2 separate regions of the Mus musculus genome follow, and region 2 is linked to region 1. A link is a contact called in public HiChIP or PLAC-seq data. All regions are on one chromosome and are shown on one strand. Each heading gives the region's core, a stretch centred on a gene start, on an enhancer-like site or on the middle of the called end of the contact. The rest is flanking DNA. Distances are from core to core; before and after follow the strand shown. Region 1 holds the start of Tmem189 (transmembrane protein 189). Region 2 overlaps A530013C23Rik (RIKEN cDNA A530013C23 gene).

The links. HiChIP or PLAC-seq counts read pairs in DNA pulled down with a chosen protein or histone mark.
Region 2: a contact with region 1 is called in an H3K27ac HiChIP or PLAC-seq map of microglia, with 2.7 times the contacts expected there. The contact joins the enhancer-like site here to the promoter of Tmem189 in region 1. A contact is called at or near these places in 5 of 39 promoter capture datasets (cranial neural crest, embryonic stem cells, frontonasal cranial neural crest and 2 more), 1 of 484 Hi-C or Micro-C datasets (embryonic stem cells), 3 of 115 datasets of contacts at active chromatin or transcription factors (embryonic stem cells, microglia and pancreatic cancer cells) and 1 of 9 other capture datasets (adipose tissue).

The regions. Positions count from the first base shown.
Region 1 is chr2:167,659,268-167,662,865 of GRCm38.p6, reverse strand. Tmem189 (transmembrane protein 189) reads left to right here and starts at 1,322. Exons shown (of 6, transcript NM_145538.2): 1 at 1,322-1,493. The coding sequence starts at 1,370.
Region 2 is chr2:167,696,252-167,699,940 of GRCm38.p6, reverse strand. A530013C23Rik (RIKEN cDNA A530013C23 gene) reads right to left here. Exons shown (of 2, transcript NR_110334.1): 2 at 2,528-3,689. Among named protein-coding and RNA genes, the nearest start is that of A530013C23Rik, 7.3 kb to the right of the region's middle. Within about 2 kb of position 1,845, at least 228 of the 459 cell types and tissues checked have an H3K27ac peak or open chromatin away from gene starts, as enhancers often do. A contact at or near this core is called in adipose tissue, hematopoietic stem and progenitor cells, microglia and 1 more, where this site is marked.

The DNA of each region.
Region 1 (3,598 bases), core at 73-2,572:
AAAAACTACAGAAAGAGACTTCCCTGGTCATTTCCAGCAAATCTCAGAGACTCTGCATAGGGCCAAGCTGGTGCTCTGTGAATTGAATAACGGTGAGAGAGAGTTAGTTCTGACTACCCGTCTTGTCTGTCAATCAGGATGTCCTGGCCTCTGGGATCTCCAGCCCTAATCTGCAACCCTAGCCTTCTTGCTAACAGGCGCAGTTTGGGAGGGTCTGAGACCCAGCACCTGCCACAGCAAGTTCAGCAGAACCCCTGACACCCCAAATCTAATCGCGCAGTTAATACAAGTGCCAGGCTGTCACCTTCATCGGAACAGGAAGGACTTGGGCTACAGCCTGACGCGGCCATCCGAGTGGCTCTTCCTTTGAGTAGACGTAAGGAGACAGAGAAGGAGCTTGGAACGGACAGAGACCACCCAGGAAAGGAGCACTGAGGGAAGAGGAGATAGCCTGGGGAGGCTGGCAGCTGAGAAATATGAAGCTTAAATCTTAGAGAAGAACGAAGATGGAGCCTTGGAAAAATTCTTCAGATCTTAAGTTCCCTCTGCGGGCCCCAGGCACCTCTCAGTCTTGCAGCCCCAGGGTGGACGCTGTTTATCATCCCTTAAGGACTTTACATAAGCCTTTAGCTCTCTTAATGCTAATGCCTTAAAGACAGAAGCACGTTCTCTGACCCGGAATTCATTCAACCTCTCCTAAAATCTGTCAGCTGTTGGCCCAGGCAGAGTCCCTGCCCTCAGGGGCTCCTTTCCTGATAGAGAGACAGTTACTCCTGACAAGCTCTGAGTAGCGTGAGGGTGATGTCACAGTGACCAGAGGAGGGGGCACCCCAGCAGGTGGTCACGAGCGGCCTCTCAGAAGGCAATATTACTTCTTATGTTCCGTGATTGAGTCTTGCAATGTAGCTCAGGCTGGCCTCGAACGCGAGACACTCCTGGGTAGTGAAATGAAACCTAGCGCGTGCAGCCGATGTGCTGCCCCGTCCAGCAGCTTCCTAGCGAATGCACGATCTGCAGTAGCCATGCACTCCGTAGGCGCTTCGCAGCGCGTACTCCCTGCCTCCAGCGCGGTACGCGAGTTCGCGGGGCGCAGCGGGGACGCGCACATCCACCCTGCCTTCCGCGTCCAGCTGCGTCCAGCTGCGACCCCGCCCCCCGGCGCCGCGGTTGGCTGAGGCCCGAAGGCCTGCGATTGGCCGGGCGCGGCGCGGGCGCGGGCTCCGATTGGCTGTGACGCGGGGCCCCGCCGACGCCCCGCCCCGGCCGCCGCGCCCCGCGCCGGCCGGTCATTGGGCGGCGTGATATCGCCGCGGTTCCGCGGCCGCCGCCGCTGCAGGCAGAGCGCAGCGGGCGGGCCGGGCGACGGGCCATGGCGGGCGCCGAGGACGCGCCGGGCCGGCAGCCGGAGCTGGACGAGGACGAGACGGCGGAGGGCCGGCGCTGGGGCGCACAGCACGCGGGAGCCCGTGAGCTGGCGGCGCTTTACTCGCCAGGTAGGACGGATGGAGGGCCTGCGATCTGATGGGTGCTCGGCGCCGGGCCCGCCCCGACCGAACCCCAGGCGGTCCGAACACCTGGACCCTAACCCATCTGAGCCCTCTGGATCCGAACCTTAGCCCATTCGAAGTCCCCGGATTCGAACCCTAACCCATCCTGAGTCCACGGATTAGAACCCCAACCTATTCGAACCTCACTTCGACCCAACCCGTCCGAACCCCCACGAATCCAAACCCCAGCCCATCCGAAATGCCGAGATCTGAACTCTACCCAGATCCGAACTCCAGCAGCCCATTTGGACGCCCTTGGATCCGAACCGCACTCCATCCGAACCCTAGCCCCATCCTAACCCTGCCCCCAATCTAATCCCAGCTTCCACCCAAAGCGGAACTCCAGGGCTTCCAACTTTGCAAAGAGCACCCCTAGATCTTGGGACCCTAACTAAACCCCTTCCTACTCCGAGCCGTGAGGCTTTGGGGTTGCAGAGATTTAGGAACAGCCCCAATGCACCTGCGCATCCAGAGTCCTAGCCCCAGGGCACCTTGGGCAGTTTAGGAACCCCACCCTGGCCTGCCTTGTCTTCCTAAATCCCAGTCCAAGGCTTCCGGTTCTCAGGCAGCGCGAAGCCTTAGACATCTCAGTCGCAGGCACTGCCCTTAGCCACCTAAACTCACACGCAGTCCTAGGACCCCCACGTTACGAGTCTACACTCTGTGCGTTTTTTCCAAGACCGTGGGTTGCAAACTAACCCCCCTTCTGGGACTAACAGTTCTCTAGCCTCTAGGGCCCCGATTTGGATTTCAGCTGCAAAATATCCCAGGCGCTCTTCCCATAAGCTCCATCATGGTCCCTGCTTCAGTAGCTGCAGTGAACTTATCCCCTCCCCCTCCCATTGGGACCGGCAGCCCTCACCTCTTACTGGTAGATTCTCGGCAGCGATTCAGACCCTATTGAGTCTGGCTCTGTCCTCTCCCACACCCACACACTAGCTGCCCATTAGGACTTTGTGGGATACACTTATCACCACCCGGAGCCCCTTTCCCTGGCTCCACCCCTTCCCCCAAAGCCAGGTCCCCTCTCTGGTTTCTTTGCTTCTTGACATGCTCTTATCCTAACTGGCACTGGCTCCAACCCGCTCTCAGGGAGCCTCAGCAATCTCACTGCCTGGCTGGGTATCCCCAGGGGTTGCGGAAATGCCTGTGCATCCAGGGTCAGATGACAGCCAGCCTTGAGGCCCCTCAGCCAGGGTAGAGTCTCCAGGAGTTGGCTTTGTTATTCAACATTCTATCCGCTCCCTTGGCTGGGCAGCTACAGGGCACACAGCCCTGGCCTGGGTGGGGCTGAGGCCACTACCCCCTTGGCTCCCTGCCCTGGCTGGCATGCGATTGATGCTTTTTCAGCGCTAAGTGGCACGTGACATAGGACCATTTGCTTTTTCTCTTTGGGTCCTAGGTCAGTGAGGATTGGCCTCGCCTTAGGTTTCCAGTCTGTATGTTTGGTTTTCCACTTGTCTTGGGTGTTTGGTCTGTTCGGCTGGGTCCTTGACCCACACACCCGAACACCCAGCCTCAGGACCCGAGTTCTCCTTGAGGGAGGCTGGTGGCGTTAGCTGGATGGCCTGGGTGGTGCCTCTTCTCCTGATCACTCGCTGTAATGATACACACTGTGTGGCTCTAGGCCTTGTGTACAGTAGGCGGCCCCTGTGATTCACCTGGCCAGCCGCCCTTCTCTGAACTTGAAGCGAGCTTGGTCTTGCTGGTCCTCAGGCATATAGCCTGGGAGTTGGAAATGGAGAAGAAGGGATTCATAGTGTGTGGCTGTGCTGTCCTCACAGCCCCCTTCCTACTGGCCCCAATCTTTCCTCTTGCTTTCCCCTGGGGTCCACCTCTTGCCCCTCCTTTATGATCAGGTATCAGTTCCTGAAGAGCAGCCACACAGCTTCAGACAGCCTCCTGGGGCCTTTCCTAACCCAGAGAGGGAAAGACTGGTCAAACTGGTTCCTCCAAGTTTCTCTCAGTAGGTCTCCTTGTCTCTGTCCCCTGAGCCGTGTGGTCTTAGAGAGGTGCCCTGGCCTCTCCTGACCTGACCCGGTAAAAGAGGA
Region 2 (3,689 bases), core at 596-3,095, 37 kb before region 1:
TGGCTGAGGCAGGGGGATGGCAAGTTAAAGGCCAATGTGGGTTATACAAGGAGATCCTATCGCAAACAAACAAATCTAAGAGTGGGTACTTACTGCTGTAATCTCAGCACTCAGGACACTGAGGCAGAAGGGTCACCATGCATTCAAGACCCCATTTCAGGGAGAAGCCAGTGGAGTCTGGTAGGTGAAGACAGGAGTTGTGGTACCTTCTCTCTGATGCATGGAAAGCCCAGAAGAGAAAGTGACCCCATTCCAAAAGCCACCAGTGTTGAGTCCGCGGCACCCTGACCCACACCGGACCTAAGTCATCCAGTAGTGACAGGTAGGCCTCACCATCACTGTCTCCTATCTGGGCCCAGCGGCTGATGAGAAAAGAGCCAGCTCTGACATCCAGCATACCCAGAACTTGATGAAGAGTCTCATCTTATGAAGAGTAAGTCACAGATCCTATGCCATTGTTTTGCAAGCACTCAGAGGCTTCAGAGAGTCTGAGGACCCCCAACCTCTGAGAAGCTGAGGGGGGGGGCTTATGGGGCAGCCAAGCCTTGTCCTCAGAGCACCAGGACAGGCATCCGGGATTCAGAACCCCAGACAAGTTTAAACATCAACAAATTAAAGTGTCAATGAGGATGCTCTAATGATGGTGGTGATGCTGGCTTAACCCTCCAGATAATAAAGAAATGATGGCTCTATAGCGGTAAAAATAAACGAGGGGCTGGTAGATGCCTCTGTGGGTAAGGTGCTTGCTTTGCAAGCTTAAGGGCCTGTGTTCAGAACCCCAGGACCCACGTCAAAGCCATGTGTGATGATGTGAGCCTGTAACCTCAGTGCTGGGGAGGGGGAGACAGGCTGACCCTAGGCCAGACAGTGCAACCCAAGCCATGAGCTCCAGGTTCAGTGAAAGAGCCTGTATCTAAAAATAAGGTAGAGAGCCACCGAGGAAGACACCAGCCTGTGACCTACTGCCTCCACAGGTGCACATGCCCCCCATGAAAACACACACGCGTGTGCGCATGTATGCACGTGCACACACATACACACACGCAAACACAATGTGTGCACATACATACCACACGAACCACACACACCATACACACACACCACACACACATATCACATACTATACACATACCAGACTCGTCATACCATACACACCACACACACACACACATACAAACCAGTCAATAAATAGTTAGGTAATTAGAAGTATGTATAGGTCAAGGCTCAGTGGGGAAACGTGCTTACTGCCAAGCCTGACCACCTGAGTTGATCCTCTGGACCCACAGTGAGGGGAGAGCCAACCCCTCCTACAAGTTGTCCTCTGACATCCACCACACAGATAAATAAATAAGTCAATAAATAGTCACAAAAGGTGGGGCAGTTGTGGCACACATCTTTAATCCCAGCACTTGGGAGGCAGAAGCAGGCAGATTTCTGAGTTTGAGGTCAGCCTGGTCTACAGAGTGAGTTCCAGGACAGCCAGGGCTACACAGAGAAACCCTGTCTTGGAGGTGGAGGTGAGGGTGGGGGAGAAAGAAAGAAAAAAAGAAAAAAAAAAGTCACAAAAGGTTATTTTAGAAGCAAATAAGTAACTACTTGAAAGTTGGAGGCCATCCAAGCTTATCTACATTGTTTCAAAGTTCCTTCCCTCCAATGTCTGCGGGGTTGGAAGAGGGAGAAGTGGCCTTACAAACCTGACCCCCTGACCCAGTATGATGGCCGCTGCTGAGCCCAGGGCTCCAGAGACAGAAACTGGAAATTGACTGCAAGTTTGAGGCCTGCCAGGGCAGTCTGGTCTCAAAAACCCTAAACCAAAACCGAAAGTGAAGCCTGCAGTACTTGCTTTGGTCAGGTGACCAAGAGTGTCACTGTCAGCACTGGGACAGAGTAGCACTCAGCCCTCTGGGTCCTGCAGAGGCTCAGAGCCTGAGTCACATTCAAGGAGATTGTGCAGCTGCTGCGGGGACCAAGCCACAAACAGCCCCCTGGAGTCCCCGACCTGCTAAAGACAGTGAAGGCCATGAAGCCACCAAGGCCAGCCTGATGTGCATAGTGAGTTCCAGGCCAGCCAGAGCTACATAGTGAGACTGTCTTAGAAACAAACAAAAATGTTATTTATTTATTTATATTTTATTTTTTGGCTTTTTGAGACAGGGCTTCTCTGTGCAGTCCTGGCTGTCCTGGAACTCGCTCTGTGGACCAGGCTGCCTTTGAATTTACAGAGATCCACCTGCCTCTGCCCTATAAGCGCTGGGATTAAAACTGTGTGCCATCACTGCCCACCAAGAAACAAAGATTTTAATAGATTTACCTATTTTTATTTTATGTGCATTGGTGTTTTGCTGGCATATTTGTCTGTGTGATGGTCCCCTGGAACTGATATTATAGACTCCAGTTGTGAGCTGCCATGTGGGTGCTGGGAATTGAACCCAGGTCCTCTGGAAAGGGCAGCCGGTGCTCTTAATGACTGTGCCCTCTCTCTAGCACCAACAAAAAGTTTACGAGAAACAAATAATGAAGGACTGGTGAGAACTCAATGATTTATTCCCAGTCCAGATGAAATATGCCCAAGTTTGTCATTTTCCTATAAATCTTCAATCTTTTTCAAGATGACAAGTGTTTTTTAACACAGAGACCGACAGACAGACACACACACACACACACACACACACACACTTTGGACCACATGTTTGTACAGTATCCATCTCAGCCACCCCTAAAGAGCCCAGATGGAAACCAAATTGTCCCCAAGCTATAAAATGAGTGGCCACTCAGCAATAAAAAGGACTAGCAAGTCACACACTGCCACTTAGAGAAACGTGAAGTTGGAGTTGGGGACCAAGCATGGGATTCCTTTAACACAATTCACAGAAATGGGTGAACAAGTTCTTGTTATCAGAACTCACGGTATAGTGGCAGGGGATGCAGCTTGTCTAGTGTGTACAAGGTCAGGGGTTCAATCCCCAACATTTCATGAAACTGGCATAATGTAGGTCTCTAATCCCAGCACTCCAGAAATAGAGGCAAGGGGATCAGCATTTTAGGGGTAACCTGGGCTACATGCCATACTGTCCTAACAACAAAATCAGAGTACTGATAACCTGGGTGTAGGGAGGGGCTCTTGGGCATTGGCTTGGCCCTTTGAGGCCCCCGGCAGGGACAGCTAAGTGCCTTTGCAGGTGTGATGGTAGACTAAGGAAGAGGAATCCACAGCAGGAGTTGGCCACATGGACAGACAGGATGAGGCTGTAAAGGAAGTCACACATGGTCTTGGAGTAGGCCTAAGGGGACTCGAGCAGGGTGCAATGCAGTTCTTGGAATGGCCTGGGAGAACCTCATGGCACATGCCTGGGGTCAGGGACGAAGGCAAGAGATGCCATGTCTGTGTATCAGTCACCAGCCCTTCACCCCATGAAGCAGGAGAAGCCGAGGCCCAGCAGGCCCTGACCTGCCCCGGTGTTCCCTTCTCCACAGCCCCTGCCCTGACTACCAAGCCTCTAAGGCGTCCTCCTTCTCCCAGGCTGCCTCTGTCCCTGCCAGGGCTGCAAGGCTGGGCCAGGGATCTGGTGACAGCTATAAAAATAATAACTTACCCTGCCAGCTCCCTGGCCTCCTGACTCGCCCCACAGCGATCTTGGTGGGCTGGCCCTTGTGCCTGACGAAGGTGCCTTCTAGCCCTGGCAGGCTGG